Linked DNA regions of Arachis hypogaea: region 2 is linked to region 1. A link is a contact called in public Hi-C data. All regions are on one chromosome and are shown on one strand. Each heading gives the region's core, a stretch centred on a gene start, on an enhancer-like site or on the middle of the called end of the contact. The rest is flanking DNA. Distances are from core to core; before and after follow the strand shown.

What was found. Hi-C and Micro-C count contacts between places; a contact is called where the count stands out from the background.
Region 2: a Hi-C map of an unstated tissue shows a contact between it and region 1, with 6 times the contacts expected there. The contact joins the promoter of LOC112703467 here to the enhancer-like site in region 1. A contact is called at or near these places in 4 of 8 Hi-C or Micro-C datasets (leaf and an unstated tissue).

What each region holds. Positions count from the first base shown.
Region 1 is chr7:74,644,003-74,648,209 of arahy.Tifrunner.gnm2.J5K5, reverse strand. LOC112703466 (E3 ubiquitin-protein ligase DA2L) reads right to left here. Exons shown (of 10, transcript XR_011864148.1): 10 at 2,306-2,894. Among protein-coding and RNA genes, the nearest start is that of LOC112703466, 13 kb to the right of the region's middle. Within about 2 kb of position 1,984, at least 1 of the 3 cell types and tissues checked has open chromatin away from gene starts, as enhancers often do.
Region 2 is chr7:74,700,761-74,704,967 of arahy.Tifrunner.gnm2.J5K5, reverse strand. LOC112703467 (interactor of constitutive active ROPs 4) reads right to left here and starts at 2,368. Exons shown (of 5, transcript XM_025754925.3): 1 at 2,092-2,368; 2 at 1,950-2,002.

The DNA of each region.
Region 1 (4,207 bases), core at 735-3,234:
TGAATCTTAAAAGAAAACGGAAAGAGTAAACTTGCTTGAAATGTAAATTTATAAGAAAATAAAGATTACAAGAAAGGTAAATTGAAAATAAAAGACAATGGAAGGAACTTTACAGAAAAAAAAAGCTCTAATCAGACTTAGAAATTTACTGGAGATATGAGTGTACAAGAGTATTTTCTGATACGAGATTCTAACCTTTATTTCTTCAAATCTTCACCTATTTATAAGAGTCTTTGACCAACCAAATTCAAATATAACTTTCACGTTCATTAATCTTTAAATAACTGTTCCTGCCCCTTGTACAGCATGAGTAACTGCCATTAATTATCTTCACTCAATATTCTTTTTCGATAAGACTTATCGATCAATCTTACCTCTTTTTGTCGATGAATCCTTTTTCGATAAGTATTACATTCTTCGAAAAAAATACCCATCGAACTTCGTCTTCGATGTCTTCGACTTTATATATTTTCCACCTAACAATATGTAATCCAGTGAAAATAATCTTATAAGGTTTTGTAGGACAGAAACTTGAAGTGGGCAAAAATGCTACATTAATAACTTGAAGTGGGCAAAAGATCATGCATGTAAAAGGATAGTGGATATCGGATATCATATATTTGGAGAATTTGAACAATGCATGTGAAGCTTAAATGCTTATGATATCTCTTCAACCACTCCATTGGACCAACCTCATTATATGTCGACGTCCATGCCTTACATACAATTAACCAAATCAATATATATATAATAGCCATCATATTATTATGTATGTATTAATTATTATTTGGATCGATCTGATGTGTATTATATATACATTATTATATAATCGAAAATTTTTTAGATTTGATGCTAAGCAAAATCATAATATATTTTTTGTATTGTAATATTTCATTGTTCTTCTTAATATTAGATGAAGAGTAATACCAAAAAGATAATAACTCAAAATTATTTTATTTATTTTATCATTCATAAATGTATATATGTAATATTTGAAATTATATATTTATCACATATAAAATTATTTATTTATTCTAACAATAACTGTAAAGTATAAAATTAAGAAATTTTGGATTAATTTATACAGGGCGAATTAGACAACACCTTTCTTTTAAGGGGGACAAAAGTTTTTAAGGAAAAAAATATTTATGGCTAATAATTTTATGATGTATTTTTAAATACTTTTAATTATTTTATAATAATACCAAACTGATTTAATATATTTATTATTGATTATATTTTAGGAAATAATAATGACGTAACACATCATATGGTGTTGTTCTCAAATGAAATTTTGCATGATGAATTGATACAAAGTGTCTGGTTCTGATTTGTTCTCACTTGCAACATTAATGAATCGGAGGCCCAAACTCTCATTCTCAAGCTTGTTTATCTGTACGGACTACGGGACATTGAAGCCACAATTACAAAGTAACCACTTGCACCCGACCTCATCAATGCAAATATTTTTTATCCTTTATTTTTATATGTTTGGGATACACATTATATTCGTCTTGCTATTTTGTAAACTCACGTGACTAATATTTCATAATTACCGAATCAATAGGGAGGAATAGCAATTAATTAAGTACAACTTAGTCAACGGCAAATCATTATTTTGAGATGCTGGCAAGAAGCAACAAGCAAGACTGCCGGCGTGCAATGCTGACCCGACTGTGATCATTATATTTAAAAAATAGATTTAGATCTTTTAAATTTTAAATTTTACCTGAGAAAATGAAATATGATCTTTCATCTTTGTATATTTTTTTTAGTTCTATGTATAAAATAAATTCATTAAATTATAAGAGATCATACTTTACTCTCTTAAATAAAATTCAAAATTTAAAAGATTTAAATTTTTAAGGAATAAATTTATGCATCAAAATTTGTCCTATGTCTTTTTTTTTTTTTTTGGTTGCAAGTTTGTCCTATTTCAAAGTCAAAGTATTGTTCCGCTTTGATACATACAAGCCGATATCTATATACAAAGACAATTACATACAAAGCCCAAATAGTCTACTCTTTCTTCAGGTTCGTATACTACTTTCATTGAGACCTTGATAACATTTTTTTCCTACGTTACAGACAAAAAAAAAATGAAATAAAAAAATTTGCATCAACTAAGAAACTCAATCATATCAAATTATTTATCAAAATATTTTTATTTAATAAATTTTTCATATGAATATTTTATTCTACAGAAACTAAAAAGTAGTTAATGGACATTGTCGCCAAAAAGTTCTCCGAAGAATCATATTGTGTGAATACTGAAAAGAAAATAAATGGCACAATTAAAAGAATATGAAATAAAAAATGAAATTGCGTCATTGCAACTCAGTTAGGCACAAGCAGGAGGCTATTCCTAACAACCTTAAATCCTGATGGTATCTTTAGTTATCTATTCTTTGTGCGTCTCAATAAAGTTACCAACTTACCATGATAGAAGCTATATTTCTTTGATAGCAGGAATGCCAACTACAGCAAACAGGTATAATTGTCCGCCAAACATTTTTCATTGTTCTTGTTCCGGACCAAAAAGAACATAACCGACCAAGTGATTAAGACCATAAATCGACTTCATGGTATAACAGCAAGATACCACAAAGGATTTGCCATTATATTTCATAACCACCGAATTCCAGTAAATAAGGTGCCATAATGAATACTTAATGTCGAAAAAACGAAAGCCCAAAAGACAAAGACTAAAAGGAAAAGGTCAACACTAGGTAAAGACACAAAACTCACTTACAACCTCACACTCCATTAACTTTAACATCGAAGTGCCTTGCAAGTTGTCCTCCTAACCTGATTCTATACTCGAGAAAGTTGGAATCTCCCGTCTCCACTTCTCCAGGTCATGACCTCATTTCGAGCACGAACAATTCTATAAACTGAACCAAAATGATTGGTACAATCAGATTAATCAATATTCAATAACTAGTCATTTGAACATTCCCATATTCCAAAAAAAAAAACAATTAAAAAACTGCTGAACCAATTAAACTAGTCCAGTTTTTTATTAGAAAATTGATTAAAACGTTAAATTAAAAAATGGAAATTACATATATTTTATATAAAAATATTATTTTGTTATATCCAATTTAACTCGGTTAAAACTCATCCAAACTTTTAAACCTTTGAATTTTTAACTTTGCTAGTTCAATGACCGATCTAATTTATATATATTTTATATAAAAAAATATTATTTTGTTAAATTCAATTTAACTCGGTTAAAACTAAACTAAACTTTTAAACCTTTAAACTTTAATTTTGTTGGTTCAATGACTGATCTGATTTGCAGAACTTGACATTTTCTATGCCAGCCATAGATTGATAAAACAATAAAAAATTAAAATTAAAAATGAAAAACTTGCATGAATAGTTAGCTTATTCATGTTAGAGATCTAAATTCCTTTTTGTGTATGTAATAATTTATTGGCCAATAAAAAAATATAAATTTTTTTTTAAATAAATAAAATAAATATTTTATTTACCAAAATAGACAATTCATAGCATTTTTTCAAAAATACGTAATGTCTTATTTCGTTTACAGTGTAAACGAATTAATATTATATGTATTTCATTTACACTGTAAACGAAATAAGACACAAAACGACGTGGTCGTATCACGTTTGTGCACGTAGTGTGTAACACTCTTATTTCGTTTACATTGTAAACGAAATAAGACTAGACGACGCCTACATATATGTATTTCGTCCACAGCAATTGTTTGTACCTTAAACCATCCATTTCTTCAATTTTCTCCCACTTATACCCTTCTCTAATCAAATATAGGACTTACTTCAAGATTATGGCGCACGATGATAATCACGATACGAACATCAACTGACTGAATGCAACGTAACACATTGCGGGGGCAGCTGACTTTGAGGTTGGTGTTATTCTTTGTTTTATGTTTATGTTAAAGCATAGATGTGTTGCCATAGTAAAAGGTACTTTTATGAAAGTAGTATGCAGTAATTGTTAGACATATGAATATATTGTTAGGAATGGTTTAAATGATAGAGTGTGATGTTAGGTATACTTTGACATGGATTTAGTAGTTAAATGTTTATTTAAATTGTTTTCCTTTAAAATATGTTATAAAAGCCAATAAGCTATAGCTCAAATAGCGTAGTTTTTACATATTTGCCTAGAGATTGTGGGTTCGAGTCTCACTCCTAACTTTGAAAAAAAAAATGTA
Region 2 (4,207 bases), core at 1,119-3,618, 56 kb before region 1:
ATATGTTTTACAAGCATGAATAATATTTTTTTATAGTAAAGATTAGCGGATGTAATGTTTGGATGAATCTCACATTGATTAAGTAAATATCTTTCTATATTGATTTTTTTTTTTTGGTAAATTGATATGATTAAAGTTACACTCGGATGAAGTGAAAAATATCATGAGTTGGTAGAAAATCCATTTTCTTCTGAAATTGTCTCTCCCATATAGGAAACCAAAGGCATCAAAGACCTCACATCATAAATCAAATGGAGGGGTACCACTCCGAGAGAGAGATTGATTCAAATAGTTTTACCCTAAAGTTGAGAAATTGAAGTTGCAAATTATTCCTTCACATTAGATGTAAAAGGATCATGCAATGTGTAAATAATACAAATAATTTTTTTATAGACAGCGGGGCTAAAAACGTCTGACAAAAAAAAAACTAAATAGAAACTACTTTAAAAAAATTGTTCCTATTTCTTTGAATGTTATATTGTCATATTGATTTAGATATCCTGTACTCCATATTCAAATATATTTTTTTTCAACCAATAAAAAAAAAAGACAAAATACACGATTGTAAAAGGTTAGTTTAATTTTCAAATTTTTCAATTAGATAAAATGTATAAAAATATCCCAACAAAGCTTATAATTAAACTAAAAAGTTTGTATAAATATAACTTTTTTTTATCACTATAATTTTAGTCTTTTACCCTTAGTTATACAGAAGTTATAAAAGACGTAAAGTAACTTTTTGTTAAAAAAAAAATCTTGAGAATCTAGCATAATAAAGGAGAAACAAATAATATGTGTGGGTAGAAAACAGCTTTTTCAAAAATTCATGGAAATAAGAAATAGTTAGTTAAATATGAACATAAAAAGAAGTAACATGATAAAATAAAAACGGTTGAAAGTTTAGCTATCTAACAAGAACAAGTTTTCCAATGCTCTTAATAATAATTTGGACATTTACATTTGTTTTCTTTCTCAAGTCCCTCCAAACATAAACATGGTAAACAATATTCTCTAGTGCCATGTTTGGTAGAAAAAATCCAACAAGAAAACAAATTCATGAAACCAAACATAACGTAAGACAAAGAAGTGGAACAGAAAGATTCTGCAACGCATGCATGTCAAGAACTCAAAAGTTTTTTCAAAAGAATACCATTTAATTTGTGCACTATCAATATATTTTTATATAAATATTTAATTATGCCTGACATATACAAGCATCAATGAGAGTGATAAAATTATTTTATTCTATATATCAATCACTTTATATCAATTTAATTCAATAAATACTTACAGAACAGTAATAATGCCAAATGCTTTGAAATGAAATATAAAAATATCACATTTTTAATATAAAGGGGGAAAAAACATCCTTATCATTTGAACAAATTGCACAGCCAAAAACGGAAATTTCTAACATAAATGAATATTTGAAGATTTCATAATTTTAATCAATTTATAATAAAAATCATTGTTACTTATTTCATCAGTTTCAGTCATAACCCATAAATACTTGAAAGCAATAATAAACGGTTTTAAAAGCAACATTTATTATAGGTGGTAAAAACTTTCTATAAAAGATGAATAAATGAAATATTGAAATGATTTGACCAGTAAAAAAGAAAAGAAAATGCTATAAACAAAAAGGCACTCAAAAGAATAAGATCTTCATCACATAGTTGTAATCATAATGATCCTATGAATGTGTGTGTATTTATGTGTTTGATGGGCAAGAAAATTTAAAATAAAAAATTTAAAAACAAAAACAAACTCAGAAGTGAAGAAAAGTACTAGAAAGTTAGAAACTTGGGGGGAATAACATGAACTATTCATTTCATTTTCTTCCTAAGAAAAAATGAGTAGAAAAAAAAAATCTTAGAAAAATATCATTGAGGAAATACAAACATATATTGAAGAAAATTAAAGAAAATTCAGGTTGAAGAAGCACTCACCAATGGCTATATATTGAAGGAGTTAAATCAGCTAACACTGTTGTTGGAAGGATCTGAAAGCAACCAAAGAATGATATTAAGAGAACTTTCTCATCAAATGCAAATATAAAAAAATAAAAAATAATAACAAAAAAATGCATACCCAGAAGAAGAAGAGAGAAAGAATGGAGTATTTGAAAGTTTGAATTAAAGCTGTTATGAAACTGTGGCACAAGGTAGTGGCTTATTTATGAGTTACTCAGAAGAGTACAAAAACAAAAAGAGGGTCATTTTGGGAAAATTGATTCCCAATAATTAATGTTGTTTTTGCATTGTGTAAACTGTAAACAAAACATAAGGGGAAGAGGAACTCTTGGAAATCCAACTAGTCAGTACTAGTCTTCTTTTGTCGCTTTCCTCCATAATTCAAATCCTTTCTTAGTTTTTCAAAACCTTTTTTCTTTTTTGTTTTTTGTATTTGGATTTTATTACTATTAGTAGTGTTTTTAACTTTTATAATATTTGTCGTTATTTAAAAATACTAAAATTTTAATATATTGGACACTTTAAATTAGTTTTAAAATTTGGTAATATCGGATATTTTCATTTTTAAATTTTAAAATATATAAAATAATTTATAACATTTTTTTTAAGAAAAAGTTTAATATACTAGGTGAAGCGTACAACTAACAAAAGATAAATAAAGACAATAACATAAAATCTACATGCTACAATAATTTTTATGTCATCTTCCGTATAATTATCAACAACATTGAATTAACTACCACATTATTTTTTAGAGTAACAAAACAATATAAGAATACAGTCCACCACATTTGTTCTCTTATTCCTAAATATCACACCATTTTTGAGTAGCCAAATATTTTTTGTAACAGAAAAGAATTCAATTAACCACTTTTTACTCATGTATTTTTTCAATGGTATGATATTTCAACTCTCAAAGTATTTTTTTAATGGTATCTGGGATGGTCCAATCACGCCTAACATAAAAAAATTTATACACACCATACTTGTCAAGAAAATTTATAAATAACAAACAAGTATTATATAGTTTCAATATCCTTTCTATACAGAACACACATTATTACAAAATTCAATGATGTCAATCTACTCAATCGGTCCTTAATATTGACTCACCCTACTAGAACAAATCAGGTAAACAGTTCAACTGAAAAAAATTAGTCCTTTTCAACTTTTTTGTAAATCTGTAGCTACTTATATCATCTAATAAAGTCTCTTTTTGTAATACCTACACAAATGAGTTAATAAAATAAATGTCTTCTTTGTCAAATTTTTACACCACTTTATCCTACTGTATATCTACTATTAATCTAATAAAATGCAAGACATCAAGTAGTTGGTTCAAGATTTCTGTCTTCCATTGATGAAATTTTCTCCTCTGTCTAAAATTTCAAACTCACTTTAAGCCATCCTATAATTCACAATCCTCAATTATGGATCTTTTTTTGTTTGAAATTAAGACGAACCTTGGAAAGGAGTTCATTAGATTCCTAACTTGTAACCATCTATTCTCCCAAAATCTGGTTGATCTATCATTCCCTACCTCCATATCTAGTCCATCAATTATCTTGTCTCTCACATGTTGCTTCTTTATTTGCAATTGATGGTATATATCTCTTCATGGACTTCCTTTTTATTGGTAATGTTGAGTTGACAACAACGGATTAGGGTTCAAGTTATTGTATGAGCACACAACCTTCTTCCATAATAGACAGTTCTCCTTAAAAAATCTCCACCATCATTTAAACAGTAAAGCAGTATTACAAACCACCGCATCTCTCACTCCCAAGCCTCTTAGCTTCTTCGATGCATGTATCATCTTTCACCTTTCAAGAGCCAAACTAGGTCGTCCATCTTTCTTTTTCCAAAAGAACCTCCTCTGCAATACAATTATTTTTTGCACATCTACATTTGGCATCTTATACAGACTCATATATTTGTTAGCGTTCGTATCTTTTATGGACACACATAATAATTTATTCATTTAATAAATATATATGATTAAGACTTAATTAATAACGAACCTTTGCCCTTGTCCATTTTTCCCACACCATAGTGGATCCATTCCCGTGGTTTTGAGCTTAGCACTAGAGACTAAGGATGTTCAAAACTGATCTAATCCAAACAAAACTAATCAACCGAAATAAAAACTTGATAACCGAACAAACTAAAAACTAAAAAAATGAAAAAAAATTTTGTTTTTTTTTTGTTCGGTTCGGTTCGGTTTGGTTTTGACA